Regions from separate parts of the Mus musculus genome. Here regions 2 and 3 are each linked to region 1. Evidence: chromatin contacts called from public Hi-C and promoter capture Hi-C data. All regions are on one chromosome and are shown on one strand. Each heading gives the region's core, a stretch centred on a gene start, on an enhancer-like site or on the middle of the called end of the contact. The rest is flanking DNA. Distances are from core to core; before and after follow the strand shown. Region 1 holds the start of Ercc6 (excision repair cross-complementing rodent repair deficiency, complementation group 6). Region 2 holds the start of Glt8d1 (glycosyltransferase 8 domain containing 1). Region 3 holds the start of Shld2 (shieldin complex subunit 2).

The links. Promoter capture Hi-C pulls out the DNA fragments that hold promoters and counts their contacts. Hi-C and Micro-C count contacts between places; a contact is called where the count stands out from the background.
Region 2: a contact with region 1 is called in a promoter capture Hi-C map of pre-B cells, with 6 times the contacts expected there. The contact joins the promoter of Glt8d1 here to the promoter of Ercc6 in region 1.
Region 3: a Hi-C map of CD4 T cells shows a contact between it and region 1, with 4 times the contacts expected there. The contact joins the promoter of Shld2 here to the promoter of Ercc6 in region 1.

The regions. Positions count from the first base shown.
Region 1 is chr14:32,512,149-32,514,862 of GRCm38.p6, reverse strand. It overlaps Ercc6 (excision repair cross-complementing rodent repair deficiency, complementation group 6), which reads right to left and starts at 1,342. Exons shown (of 21, transcript NM_001081221.2): 1 at 1,264-1,342.
Region 2 is chr14:30,999,980-31,002,749 of GRCm38.p6, reverse strand. It overlaps Glt8d1 (glycosyltransferase 8 domain containing 1), which reads right to left and starts at 1,317. Exons shown (of 10, transcript NM_029626.2): 1 at 753-1,317. It overlaps Spcs1 (signal peptidase complex subunit 1 homolog (S. cerevisiae)), which reads left to right and starts at 1,084. Exons shown (of 4, transcript NM_026911.3): 1 at 1,084-1,545; 2 at 1,847-1,906; 3 at 1,986-2,072; 4 at 2,528-2,770. The coding sequence starts at 1,333. The coding sequence ends at 2,653.
Region 3 is chr14:34,309,198-34,311,897 of GRCm38.p6, reverse strand. Shld2 (shieldin complex subunit 2) reads left to right here and starts at 1,381. Exons shown (of 10, transcript NM_001360074.1): 1 at 1,381-1,731. Glud1 (glutamate dehydrogenase 1) reads right to left here and starts at 1,171. Exons shown (of 13, transcript NM_008133.4): 1 at 556-1,171. The coding sequence starts at 1,000.

The sequences.
Region 1 (2,714 bases), core at 93-2,592:
GTGTGGGCGAGAGAATGCACATGGGGGTTGGGGGGAGTATAATGTAAAGAAGGATTTGATCAAAGCACTAAAGTTTCAGAGGTGAACTAAATCACACACTGACAAAATTACTGACTCAATCAAATGAGGCATGAGGCAGTTCCCCCTAGTCCCCTGGGAGGCCAGGCATTTAAAGAAAAAATGGCTTTAGTATAGATATATACAAGGGCAACTGTGGTGATGGCCATAAAAAGAAGTTACATAACTCGGCAATTAAGAGAGACCTAAGTAAAACTGTGAAGGTAAGGTGTGAGGTGGCCTCTCTGACAAAGTGTCACTCTAAAAGATTAATGAGATTTGATCAAGGTCAAAAGCAGAGTTAGCATCTCGAAATGAGATAATGAATAAAGGCTGGAACTCAGTGAGAACTTTGTAACCAAAATTCAAGAGCTGATTATAGTATTGCTCGCTGTGTAAATCTTTCAGTCGTTCCAGAAACATCTAAAAGTTACAAAGCTAGGAAACCAGACTTGTGACTTGGGTTTTCTACGGCCACAACCAAGCTGGATTAGGGTCTGGAGAGTTATCTGTACATAAGTACGGTGTTGAAGCGAGAAGGGACAAGTTACACGGGTCCGGGGGCGGGGGGTGGGGGGGTATGCTCTTAAATTATATTTCACTGAAATGGCTCTCAAAAAGTTTAAGGATGCGTGACAACAGCAGGACCCAATTAATGCTCGTAAAAGACCAGTTTTGGATAACAGAGAAATAGCAGTGCAGTGCTAATAGGATGAAGTCAGGAGGAAAAAGACGAGAGGGCTCGGAAGAGAAGGACAGCGGTGAAGATGACACCGCGAAGGGTACCGGGTTACAGCACTTACAGCTCTGTCCCTCCCACTCAACTTTGCATCTTACGGAAGGCGCCGGGTATGCACCACCCTGACTCTCCCTCTCAAGGACACCATCATCGTCATCCAGACCCACCAGAGCCCTGTAGGCCCTGCACGCCGGGCCCCATTCACAAACCCAGAAGCAAATGCAAGGGGCTGGTCCGCGCCCCCACTGCCCCGTGCCCTCCGCTCAGGTGAGAGCCGGCGCCACACGTCACTTCCGGTTTCAGGTGCGCCTGCCGGAAGATATCCGGCCCACGGGCGAAGCCGCGGCTCGCTCGGACGGGCTCCGCCGCAGAAGGCTAGACGCCCACGGCGCGGGGCCACAGCCTCATGGAGAGCCCGAGGCGCAAGTACTCTCACCCGGCCTTCTGTCCGGCTGCCGAACACTCACCCAGAACCACGCGGCTGCCCAAACGAATTCTTCGTCGCTACCGCCGCGACGGAGCGTTGAGACAAACCTTAGCGCATGCGCCCTAGGCCTGTGCTAAGCACCGCCTCTGGGGGCGGGCAGGACCAACGGCGCCTGCGCCTTGCTGAGCCGTTTGTAAGCAAGGGTTTGCCACGTGCGTTGACCAAAGGGAGCCGCGCGTGGCCTTTGTCCTGGGCTAGGTTGGACTGTGTGGTCAGTCTGTAGCCATTTGAGCGGCTTGTATCATTCTTGACAAATGTTATCTAGTTTTATGAATTAAAAGATATTAATAAGTTATTTCTCCGTCACCACCGGTGAAATAAGCCAATTTAAACCAGATTATACTAAAGGCAGGTTTATTGGAAGGCGGTTGTCTGTCGAGTTCACTGGCCCCAAGGGTTGAAGTCGCCATTGTGGGGGTGGGGGTCGTGTATGCGTAGAGAGAGAAGGAGAGAGCAAAATGCCTGGATTTTTTTGGGAGGAACCTCTGAGGGAAGGGCAGCCCAGGCCCTGGGCTGGGAAGTTCAGGGTTATGGGGCAGGGTATGCCAGGTAGGGACTGAGACATGGTATGCCAGGTACGGACTGAAGGATGCTGGGAAAACCTGGAGGCTTTGATATGTAAAATACGCATCTCAGTCCCTTGTCCCTGGGTCTGAAACCAAACTTTCTTTCTTTTCTTTTTTTTTTTTTTTTAAATTTGGTTTTTCGAGACAGGGTTTCTCTGTATAGCCCTGGCTGTCCTGGAACTCACTTTGTAGACCAGGCTAGCCTCGAACTCAGAAATCATTTTTAGAGAAAGAAAAGGGAGTCTGCCAATGAGTGACTAGCTAAAGGTGCTCAAATCCTTTGCTTTGACATCCTCACCTCACCGCCTTAGTCATCTGGCACATCTTAAAACCGAAGAGGAAAACGTACCTTTATGACCGCTCACCAACACCACCCCAAGACCTGGGCAGAGCACCTGAGTGCATGTACAACATGCAGGTCTACAACAGATGGCTTAACTACATTAAGTCACTTAATACTTGTTAACTAATATTAACTATCTAAGCCAAGTAGTAACATTCTTTACCCAACCAAGAATCCTGGAGGTGGTCTCGCTTAGGTGAGAATTTACAAAGAAAAAGCCCAGTTTCCCAAGAGGTAGCTGAATTAAACTGGGAACTAATTAGCCCAGAAATGCCAAGAATAGAGAAGGTGGAATTGTCAGGGTCCTTGGCACGAAGTCCAGTGTAAAGGCACAAAACTTTGGGGGGCAGTAGTGAGAGGCTCCTCACTGCCATCCCCAGCAACCCGCCAGTTTATGAAGCAGAGTCAAAAGATTTCATTAAAGACATTTTAATCAGGGCTTAAGCTCAAAGGTTAAGGAAAGGAGGGGCTCTGCGAAGCAAGTGAAACACACATATATTCGTGCTTCTCAGAGAGCCACGA
Region 2 (2,770 bases), core at 68-2,567, 1.5 Mb after region 1:
TCAATAGTCACATTACTGGAGTGATGTGGACATCTTCCTTGACACACTCCAAGTTTCCAAGTTCTAAGTCACAACTGTGCTAATCAAAATTAACTAACTAACTAATGGGTTGGTAGCTCCATGGATGTGTAGATGCTGGCATCGGCTACTCACCTCCCAGTCTAGAGTGTCTAGCATCTCGCCATCTGTGCCTGACTGCATGCACAGCAGAGTCCACAGAGGCAGCGGGCCCCAGAGGATGGGATCCCCAGAATGGTCTGTCTGAATTCGGCACCCCATCTAGCTCAGTCATGAGGGAAGGGCTCACGCTTTGAAATACACAACCCTTGAAAGACAGGGTTAAGGGAACCCCTTGGCTGGTCTTTTTTTTTTTTTTTTTTTGGTTTTTCGAGACGGGTTTTCTCTGTATAGCCCTGGCTGTCCTGGAGCTCACTTTGTAGACCAGGCTGGCCTCGAACTCAGAAATCCACCTGCCTCTGCCTCCCGAGTGCTGGGATTAAAGGCGTGCGCCACCACGCCCGGCCCTTGGCTGGTCTTTACCAAGAGGGACTGGCCTGGGAATGAGCCATGGAAACCGGCAACCAAAAAGTTAGGCCGAATTTGGGACCCTCTACATAGGGGCACGGAAGCTCAATCCACGAGATGTGGGGCGACTTGGGCCTCGCAGCTCTTCTCCGAGGCAGTCTCCTTTCCCTGGAGAATGTGGCTTCGTTATCTTCCCTAACTCTAGAGATCATTAGTAGCCTCCTTACGCTTAGGAGTGATGGGGACGTGGTGAGGCGCTCCGGGGATCCCGCCACGCACTGACAGGTCAGGTTAGAGCCGCGTCAGACGAATCGTCGCCTTCCGAGGCTGGGCGCAGTCGCCCTTACCTGCGCTGGGAGGAGTGGCCGCCGCCCACGCCCCAGCCCGCCCCGCCAGCTCAGCGCTCGCTCCGCAGGCCCCAGGCCCCGGCCCACCGCCGGGCCGTCCGCGTCCGCTGCTCTCTGGCCGTGGCCCACTGGCCGGCGAGCTCTGCAGCAGCCACGTAGGGCCACAACCCCTAGTTTGACTGTGCCTCCCTCTGCCAGAAAGCCAGGCGCAGCAGGCGCCACGGGGCAGCCCCGTCGCCCGGGTCCTCCCCGAGTAAAGGCCGTCGCTATGGAGACGTGGAGCGCGCCGGCGGCCGTTAAACTGGGGAGGCGCAGCCCGCAAGTGATTCCTGCCGCAATTACAGCTCCGGGCGGCCAGGAGCGCTGACCGGTGCACGATGCTCCGGCCAGGTCGCTGCCCCAGCCCTCGTGAGCAGTGTACAGGGTTCTAGGAAAGCTAAGAGACGTACCTCCCTTGTCGATGGCGCGGGGCGGGGCCAGGGGTTGTCCGTGCCCCTCGGAGACATCCGCTTCCGGGGCCACGGCCGAAGTGAAACGCTCGGCTGGTCGGCCTTGCTCTCGATATCGACCCCCGCAAACTTTACTCCTTAATAATCGGCTACGTCCGTTTCGTTGTCGGTATCGGTCTTCAGCAACCATGCTGGAACACCTGAGTTCGCTGCCCACCCAGATGGTGAGGGCGCGCGTCCCCGATCCCCCGCACTTCTCTTTGGAGCCTAGCGACTTCTAAGCCCCTCACCCTCACCGGAGCCACTCCTAAGATTGGCTTCACTTTCCCTTCTCTTCCCCAGAATAGATCCCCTTTCCCGTGGTCTGTTAAGATGCCCAAGTTTCCCTGGGAAATTACATGTTTGCTTCCTTACTCTCGGGCCCTCCTGGTGTTGAATGCTGCCTTATGCCAACGCTGAGTTCCCTACGAGAATTGCAGTCCTTTGGCAGTAGGACCAACTCGTCCTCTTCTTTTTCGTCCCTAGGATTACAAGGGGCAGAAACTAGCTGAACAGATGTTTCAGGGGATCATTCTTTTTTCTGCAGTAAGTATTGCATTACTTTTAATTCTTAACCCCGCCTCTCTTGGTTTGAGTGCATTTTATATACTTTGTTTCTTTTCAGATAGTTGGGTTTATCTACGGGTACGTGGCTGAACAGTTTGGGTGGACTGTCTACATAGTTATGGCCGGATTTGCTTTCTCCTGTTTGGTAAGCTATTTGTGGTATTTGCGTATTAGCAGTAGCGTAAGTTTTCTGACTCAGGAGACTTGGTTGGACCTACCAGTGAGAACCAGAATCACCTCTTTGTTCGTCTTTCCCATTAATGTTTCTGTTCTCTATTATTTGAAAAGTAGAATGTTAAGTTGTGTCCGATGGCCTGCGCTACATAAAGGTGTAGAGCTTTCTAATTGTCTTTTGCATCTCCTCTAGGCAGTAAAATGAATATGCCAGGGGCTTCGCTTTGCTCACGCAGCCTTCATATTTCTTTTAGTTCTTAAAACTTGTATGTGTAAACACTTAAGGCTTGTTCTCACTCCCTGACATATTTTGTCTCATTAGTTTGTTAATCTTTAGCATGGTGGTTATTTGGGGATCAGACATACTAAATGATCATTTAGACCTTGAATGGAAATAAATGCTACCTTTTCTCTGTTCTGATCTAGCTGACACTTCCTCCATGGCCTATCTACCGCCGCCATCCCCTAAAGTGGTTACCTGTTCAAGACTTAGGCACAGAAGACAAGAAATCAGGGGACAGAAAAATTAAGAGGCATGCTAAAAATAACTGATTGGGACTTTCATGATTCAGCACCTGCTTTTGTTTCCTGTGAGATGAGCTGAATTGCTTTCATAAGCAAAACATGAGCTTAAACCGCCTATGTTCTTATAGCACAGCTGTGTCGAGA
Region 3 (2,700 bases), core at 132-2,631, 1.8 Mb before region 1:
TGGCAGGCAGTTCTGTAGTCTACACCCTTTAGATTTAATGTCAGGTCGCCCTGTTTGTCAGAGACCTTACTCTGCTCGATATTTTACATTTTCCAAGGGGAGAAAAGAGGCACAACACAAAAAGCCATCAGTGTAAAATTATAATAATTTAGAAGATTAGTAAGCTGCGCTGGTTAATCAAACTTTCAAGATTCCAACTCCAAAAAGAAGATAATTTTTCTCTGTTCTTGTATCGTCGGCTGCTGGCGTTAAGGGTTCACGGTCTATGACATGACAGGCACCGAGGCTAAAGAAAAGCTGTACAGTGTCCTCAGTGAAGTCAGCATCAACACAAGCAGAGGCTTGGGGTGAAGACTTGCCCAGTAAAAAGGCTGGCATATTACGTGGTAGTTTTAGGGCGGAAAAAAAAAATCAGTATCCTCTAAGGCTGCCACACCCGAGGCGGGGGAGCCCGAAGCGGGGCACGGCCTGCAGAACTGGGCTGGGCCGAGTAGCGGCCCGGGCTACGGGAGTCTGGAGGGGAGGGAGGACAGAAAGGGGCCGGAGGGCGCTCACCTCCCTTGCAGGGCGTGCGGTGCTGGCTGTGCTGGGCCCGGTAGCCTTCGATGACCTCCCAGGAGCCGTCGTCGCGCCGGATGGGGAAGGAGAGGCTCAACACATGGTTGCAGGGCTTGATGATCCTCAGGATGCCGCGCACCCGGTTCCGCTTCTGCTCCTCGCTCTCCCGGGTCTTCAGGTCTTCCACCAGCTTGTCCTCTACGATGCTGGCGCCGCGGTCGAAGAAGCCCTCCACCATCTTGAAGAAGTTGGGGTCGTCTTCGCGGTCGGCGGCCGCTTCGCTGTAGTGGCGCCGGGCGACCGGCGTGAGCCCGGGTTGCGGGGCGGCGGAGGGCTGTCCGCGGGCCCAGCCCAGCAGCGCGGCTGAGTCTGCAGCCGCAGAGCCCAGGGCAGCGGGCCCGGCGCGGGACAGCAGCAGCGCTTCGCCCAGACGGCGGTACATGGCGGCGGCGGCGGGCTGAGGCGAGTGCGGCGGGAGCTGTAAAGACCGGAGCTCGCAGGCCTGGACCGCGGGGAGGAAGGGCTGGGCGCGAGCTGCCCTTTTAAGCCGCGGCTTCCTGCTTGTCTGGCTGTCCCCTCCCCTGCGCCGCTTGTCGCCCCACCGGGAGGACGGACTTCGGCGGCCGCGCGCCGCCCAGGGCGCTGGGCCTCGCCTCCGCCGCGGCCTTGCCCGGCCTCCAGGCGGCGGCGCGTGCGGCTGCGGCGGCGGGGGGCGCGCCTTTGCAGATGGGCTTGGTGCGCATGCTCGCGGGCGGGGGCGGGGCTAGCGTGGACGCGCGCGGGCTGCGGCCCGGAGGCCTGGGCTCCTGAGAGCGGTCGGACGCGGCCGCGGCCCGGAAGGTCGGTCCCGTGTGCACGCGCGGCGGCCTGGGAGGTGGAAGCGGACTGCAGGGAGGCCTCGCTGGCTGGCCAGCAGCCCCGGCCGCATGAGTCACCAGGCCCCTCCTTTCCGCCTTGGGCCGGAACGGTGTGCGGATCCGCTGCGCGGCCGGCCGGAGAGTGACGCCGCGCCGAAGCCGAAGAGGCGCGGGGCAAATCCCGACTCATCCCGAATCCGACTGTTGAGGAACCGGGAAAGCAAGAAGCCTCAGGACAGGAGGGAGGCCCTGACCCCACAGGCCTTTACTTTGCACAAGGTTTTAATTTGTTGTAGGCAACTTCAGCGATTTTGAGGTAAAACAGTTATGCAAAGCATTGTTGACTCTTTCGCGTGCCACTTTATTTTACCTTTTTTTTTTTTTGAAAAGTCAGGGCCCCTGTAGCCCAGGCTTGCCCAGAACTCATGGGAACTTGCCTGCTTCTGCTCCCCCAGCCCACTCCCCTGAGTGCTAGGATTACAGGCTTGAGTCAGCACACCCGCACATAGTTGTAACTCCACCATTGACTGAGTGTGTGCCCCTCTTTTGGAATCACGTCCTAAAGTAAACTAGAAATATAATGTCTCAGTATATATATTTAATTTCTGCGACTCACTTTATGGATCAGGCTGGCCTTGTCTGAGTGCCTGAGTGCTTAGATTAAAGGAATGTGACATCCTGTGTGTGTGTGTGTGTGTATATACACACACACATATATATACACACATATATATACATATATATATACATACACATATTATTTAAATGGTCTAGGATCTGATTACTAAGTTATAATTTTCACAATGGTAGCCAGGCTTGAGTGCTACACTCTGGGAACCCCAGAACCTGAGAGGTGGGGGCAGGAGGATAGAGTTTGATTCCAGCCTGGGCAACATGAGATACTCATTTTTCTCAAACAAAGCTACAAGAAAATCCAGTTGAACACACACACACACACACACTAACATCCTTTAAGTCAAGCTACCTATCACGTGCCACATTACTAGTAAAATCACCCCAGAGTGCCTTGGCGATTTTGTAAACCCTTGGACTTTGTGACACTATTCATCTCTTACATGACTTTATTCATCTACTAAGCATGAAAGAGAAATTCTTAGTTCTTAAAATGTTTTGTACACGTGAAGTGACAACCTAGACCAGTTAAGTTGCATTCATTTATCTCAGCGAACTCTAAAGCAATATTGAGCTTTCCTTCCCAGTGACTTATATCTTATCTTATTTGCTGAGTGATAACCGTTAACTGTATTTATTATGTATTAATATT